2 separate regions of the Gadus morhua genome follow, and region 1 is linked to region 2. Evidence: chromatin contacts called from public Hi-C data. All regions are on one chromosome and are shown on one strand. Each heading gives the region's core, a stretch centred on a gene start, on an enhancer-like site or on the middle of the called end of the contact. The rest is flanking DNA. Distances are from core to core; before and after follow the strand shown.

Evidence for each region. Hi-C and Micro-C count contacts between places; a contact is called where the count stands out from the background.
Region 1: a contact with region 2 is called in a Hi-C map of blood, with 5 times the contacts expected there. The contact joins the promoter of ebag9 here to the promoter of ube3d in region 2. A contact is called at or near these places in 4 of 6 Hi-C or Micro-C datasets (blood, gill, gonad and 1 more).

What each region holds. Positions count from the first base shown.
Region 1 is chr11:15,750,933-15,753,973 of gadMor3.0, reverse strand. It overlaps ebag9 (estrogen receptor binding site associated antigen 9), which reads right to left and starts at 1,276. Exons shown (of 7, transcript XM_030369812.1): 1 at 910-1,276; 2 at 565-659; 3 at 396-477; 4 at 17-172. The coding sequence starts at 912. ttk (ttk protein kinase) reads left to right here and starts at 2,129. Exons shown (of 23, transcript XM_030369809.1): 1 at 2,129-2,238; 2 at 2,620-2,707. The coding sequence starts at 2,620.
Region 2 is chr11:15,574,669-15,577,851 of gadMor3.0, reverse strand. ube3d (ubiquitin protein ligase E3D) reads right to left here and starts at 1,411. Exons shown (of 10, transcript XM_030370205.1): 1 at 856-1,411; 2 at 1-155. The coding sequence starts at 935. It overlaps dop1a (DOP1 leucine zipper like protein A), which reads left to right and starts at 1,611. Exons shown (of 39, transcript XM_030370204.1): 1 at 1,611-1,838; 2 at 2,212-2,250; 3 at 2,592-2,787; 4 at 2,933-3,114. The coding sequence starts at 2,650.

The DNA of each region.
Region 1 (3,041 bases), core at 27-2,526, 180 kb before region 2:
CAGCTGGTTGGCAAACCTTTTGTGTTTTCCTGATGGTGGGGGTCATGTCTTTGAAGTAGTCAGGCTCATTGTCTGCATCTTCGGCAGAGGGAGAAACGTTCCCGTTGCCACCCTCAATCTTGATACTAGTCGGAGCATCTTCATCCCATGAACTCCACTCCTCTATCTCTGGCTGCCTCACGACAAGTTAAAACGAAGAATTACGGAGAATAAACAAAATCAGTAGGTAAAAGAAAACATGGGACATTGAAAAATATGTAAATAATATATTACTGTGGAATATAAAACACCATCTAGGCCAAATATTAGATGAATTCAAAGGATGTTTCATCTTAATGATTACCCAGTCACAGACGTTCTGTACAGGACTGTTATTGAACAAAACATTGACAGACCTGTTTCGTTCCAGAGGAAGGGAAGTCCACAGTAGTTGGTAGTGTTATTTGATCACCACTGAGTTTGCGTCCCCTTCCAGTCCTGTAGCAGAATAACAAATGAACCAATTCAATGTACAGTTGATGCTATACAACTAACAATCATCTTATAAAGTTATAGATAGCTTACCTGCATATCAACCGTTTGAAGAAGGAGAGTAAGCTGGCTATACATGTGCAGATTTTGAAAAGGCGGAACTGAGTGATGGCCATGATGAACTTATTCTGTGGCGAAATAAGGAGAAACATTAGAAATGGGTTCAAACTGATATAGCATTTTCTCAGCTACCACAACTTGAATCCAATACAGGCGACATCTTGAGGGAATGCTAATTGAGACTTTTAGTGAAACCAGGGATATGGATGAAGCCTTTAGCGTTATTTAAACCATGAACCTAATTAAACAGTGCATTTAATGGTTGAACAGCTGCGTCCATTGACAAGATCAATGTACAACATCAACACATGTGCTCACCATACACAACGCCCAAGTACAATATTCAGGAGAGATGCTTTAGTTTCTTCCGTGGGTGTCAGATGCACTTAAAGACACCAAAACTGTTCATTTATTTAGCTAATCTTAGCTTGCTAGCCTTTCTCGCCAGATAACCATTATCTTAATCCCTCGCGTTGTCTCCATGAAATGACGCGTTCACAATAATTGAGGTGTAACGTTGCACATCACGACAATGTGTGGAACAGCTGTTTAAACCGAAGAGATTACATGATAAAGGTACAATCTGCAGTTTCTCTTCCACTATCCCGTGGCTGCCATCTTTGAGCTGGGATGCATCCGAACACGGAAGTGCAGCAGAAGCGTGTTCACTGAGCCTTACCGCTAGAGAGACACGGCTGAGAGAGGATCCTGAATTATAGCGTTATCCCAGTGTACCACAGCGCAATTTCCGGTCTTTCGCTCCCTATGAGATGTATAGGCCAGGTGACTGTCGCTTGAGCGAGAAGAATAACAACATGACACGAATGACAACAACATGGAGGGTAATATTTAGGTTTTGATGAAAAAAGTTACTAGGCAATAGCCAAAACATGTAACAGAACGAAAACGGATGTGCTTCTATAGAAAGACACTCCCTCTCGCCCCTTAACCCATGTAACTGAAGTCACGCCCTCGCTTCTTCTGTTTCGGGAGTCCTGTACTGACGGGACGGTTCTCCCGTGATGAAGGCCATCCATGGGAGATACATTTTCTGCAGTTTCTGTCGCTATAACAGACACAAACCCTGTATACCAGACACAATCTGTAGCCGCAGATGACGAAATTGGCCACTATAACCGAACATTTTACATAGGTGACACCACCGACATGCAAAAATAAAATATAAGAAAAGAAAATATCTTATCTTGTTGTTTGAACATGTAATTCAGAAATTCTCGATCATATCTGCCAGGAGGCAACAAACAAACCAACCAATAGGGCTTGTACATCACGGCTAACGTCAAAACGGCCGCCTCTACCTCAGAGCTTTTTTTTTAGAGAGAATAGATAAATAGCTCTGCTCTATCTTGGAGGCATTGGAGTCCTAGTTAATATGCATGTTGTAAAAAAGAAAAAATCATGTTTTAGTAACTAGATCGTACATTTTTTGTCATTTCTGTAATACATTGTTCTGTTGGAATCTGTCACATCGGTTATTTTAACCAACCATAGCAGAGCCGAGCGGATCAAGGGAGACCAAGCCAATCAAACGCAGTTTAGGGCGTGTCCAGAGGAAAGTGGCAAGTTTGAAAACTGGATAAACAGACATTTGAAAATACTTCTGCCGAGGTTACAAACCGTAGAACCGTAAGACGCGATGATAACATTTGAGTCCAGATTACATAATATGGAATATATATCATAACAAGTGTTTCATCTTAAATGGTTTAATGTATATCAATGTGATTTTGAGATGTTTTCGGAAGCTAATTTAGCTAAGCTAACGTTAGCACGATGCTAGTTTTACTTCTCCAAGACGTGCCTCATAGTGTTCTGATCTGCGAATAAACTCTCCGGAAATACTTTAGAAACTTGACATGATCCACATGCTAGCCACTGACAATGCAATTGCAGACGAGTCTAGGTGTTTTCTTATATTTTTTCATTCACGTGTTGTTACTATACCCAATGCAGCACTGATTCTGATGTGTGTGTTGATGTAGTAATTACAGACCCTTCAAATTTCAGATGGAGGAAGAGGAACACACTGACCGGGAGCAGCAGCGTGCCATGTTTTTTAGAAAACTAGACAAATTAAAGAAGAATCTTAACGAAGGTGAATATGAGGGAGGTCCCCAAAGCACTTTTAGGGTCTTTCTTGAGAACACATAACATGTTAAGTGATCCCACCCCATTGCATACATTACTTAGTCTTCAAGCAAGTAAAGAGGCAGAGATACATTTATTTGTGATTATCTTATAGTACGGTTGTATGGTAGCAGCAGCTATCAATTATTTTTAGAAAATTAGACAAAATAAAGAATCTTAATGAAGGTGAATATGATGGAGGCCCCTAAGCTGCCACTGGAGGTGGTTTAGCTGTTGTTGTTGTTAAGAAGCTGAATAAATTCAGTAAGGATCAATGTGTTTTAAGTAGAATACACTTTCCT
Region 2 (3,183 bases), core at 162-2,661:
CCTCGTCGCAGGCTGCGGTCTGCACGCAACTTCCCGGCTCCAGGCTGACACCTGCTGGCAGCGCAAGGCTTAACAGGCCGTGGGCCGTGGAAATATCAAGAGATCCATCGCCTCCTGCCACGCTCACCTCAGTTGGGTCGTTGACAAGATCTTTCCTGGAGGACGCAAGAGACACGAGTTTATGTATCGTATTGTAGATTTTATGTCTGCAGTGTATTTGCAGTGCAACTCAACCCTAGTTAGTTGCACTGCAAATTCATTTAAAATAAATGCAGTCGTCATGGATTCCACACACCATATTGCAGATGTGTTATTCAATATTGTGGGTACTACTACCTACTGCCATATACATCCCTAGCGAAATCACAGAGCAAAAATGTTATACCATATTTCTAGTCTAGTCTAGTTGATGCAATCATTGCGTTAAACAGGTTAAACACCAATGCCAATTAATGTGGAGCTTTTCAATACATTAAGAAAATGGAGGTTTAAGAACGAAGACTTTAAATCTAATAAAAAAAGGAAAACAACTCATGTACAGTATGATCGACTCGATCGTACAGCATGATCAAAACTCTACTGCCATCTAGTGTCCGTTTGAGCTCATACAACGTGAGATTCATGCAACTTATTGATCCACAAAGACAACTTTACGTTAACGCAAAAAGTCTCCAGGGACTAGATCTTGGGATTTCTACCAACATCTGAAGAAATAACTATGAAATGTTGCATAATGAATGTACATATCTAGGGTAAGACTGTAGCATCCATGGATGGACTTGCTTGCTATTAGCTTAGCTCGCCTGGTCTCCAAGACAAGACGAGGAACAAGACCTCAATGGCAACGTTTTTTACCCGATAATAAGCATCCCCGTTTTCAGTCTCTTTCTGAGCTCTACGAATAGTCCAACTCTACTTGTTCTTGTTGCTGCCATCCCCACGCTTGTGTTGGGCCTCAGCCACACGATCTGTAACACGCACTACCACTCAATCCCGGTGCAAAAAATAACGGAAACACAAACCACCGTCAAAAATTGAGTATCCGTAATGGCGTGTTTTGAAAAATAAAACGATCAGAATCACGATTAAAAACGAAATCACGGACAATGCAAAGTTATCTCCACGCTTGAACGTCCAACCACAGAATTCATTCAATGGGACGTAGTAGCTACCGTCCCTGAAACTAGCCCGGAGAAGATACTGAATTGTAGCGTTATCCCGGGCTAGCGCAATGCTACGTCCGGCCTCTTACAACTTCCGATAAGCTGTGTGCTCCACATAACAATTTTGGGGCAGTAAGGAAGTATACGAGCATGGCAATAATAACAAGGAGATGACAAATGGACTTCTAGCCATAACATTTAAAATTCAATATCCGAAAGCATAACATGACATGGAATGGAAACGGATATGATATCCCTTGATCAAAGGTCCCGCCAACTCTCTCACATGCTGCTAAACCAATGGAACGAAAAGGCCCGCCCTCTCTCTCTCCCGCCTCTAAAACAACCGAACTGAAAGTCCCACCCTCTCTGTCTCTTTCACCGATAACGCTCATTGTGAGCCTCCAGTTTCAGGCTTTCTTATGTCAGAAGAGAACGCCTGGGAACAAGGTAGATACGCCCACTACGTAGCGTACGCGCAACCAATCCGCAATGCAGCCTGGGAGCTGTCAATCGCTTTGTGTTTCTTCCTTCCTGGCCGCTGAACTACGGTGATGTCTAGGGTCGTTTTTTTAATAACCGAGAAGGAATCTCTTAAAATGCCGACACTATGTAGAGCACAGTGAGCCATATCTCCACCACGTGACCTGTGAAGTCGTGTTATGCAACACACAGGTAGTTAAATTGAGCGACATTTTAGCCGGGGCCCAGAAGCTGAGCCACCGCAGCATCTTGCGTCTCTTGGATATACTGCCGCTCACATTGGCTAGCTGCCGGATTCAGGCTTTGACAGCCCTTTTTTAAAGTGACGTAGTGTCCGTACGAATGCAGGACAGCGCTGGACCGAAATTCAATAGCGGTGAGCTTGAATGCTGGTCGCGTTATGGATGATGAGTGATGTTGGAATCGCTGGTTACAGCATATGTGAGGTAGCTTGGGTGTACCCAGCTAACCGAAAGCAGCGCCTCCCCCCTTAGCGTCTCAAATGGCCCTCAATTCACCTGCGTGTAACTTAGTTTGCTCAACCCATTTATTTTCTATCCCGCAGGCGATGAATGTTCTGTCGTGGATAACAGGTGATCTGCTGGTAGGTCGAACTGCTACTGGTCTCTGAATGTTTGTTTATCTCTGAACTGCCTTTTTTCATAATGTATGTTTCTGAAAACACTGACCCTAACCCTAACCCTTTACCTAGTAATCCACTTAAAATGTGAATCCATTATTTTTGGTTCACATTTTAAGTGATATCCCAACGTGATTGTCATTGCATTATTTTTTATGAAGTTTTAATTGCATGGTTTGTCATTTACTTGTCTGAAGACCGAGCACACGAACACATACCATGATCCAACAACTTTCACTTTTTAATGAGTGTCTACCTGTTAATCTTTGATCTGTTTTCTTCGTCATCTTCTTTGCCCTTTACAGGTGTGATGCACAATTGCTTGCTTAGTGTCGTGCAGTATCAGAATCGTCACCCGGGAGAATGAACACAGAGGAAGTGGAGCTGCTCAGCGACTCCAAGTACAGGAACTATGTGGCAGCTGTGGACAAGGCCTTGAAGAACTTTGAGTACTCCAGTGAATGGGCCGATCTCATCTCTGCACTGGGCAAGCTTAACAAGGTACACCCGATCCTTTGTACTTGTGTCTCGTCGCCGTGTAGTTACCCATTCATAAAGGTCTTGATTTCTTTCACTCACAGTTACATGAATGTAATGTGAAAAGGCTTGGCTAATAGTCCATATTTGTGGGGATTGGGTTTCCAAGGTATTGCAGAACAATGCAAAGTACCAGGTGGTTCCGAAGAAGCTGACGATTGGCAAACGTCTGGCCCAATGCCTGCACCCGGCCCTGCCCAGCGGGGTCCACCGCAAGGCGCTGGAGACCTACGAGATCATCTTCAAGATCATAGGACCCAAGAGGCTGGCCAAAGATCTCTTTCTTTACAGGTAGGTCACCACCGATACCTGTATCTAAAGACCTGTATCTAAATACAAGGCTGCTCCGATTCCATCAGC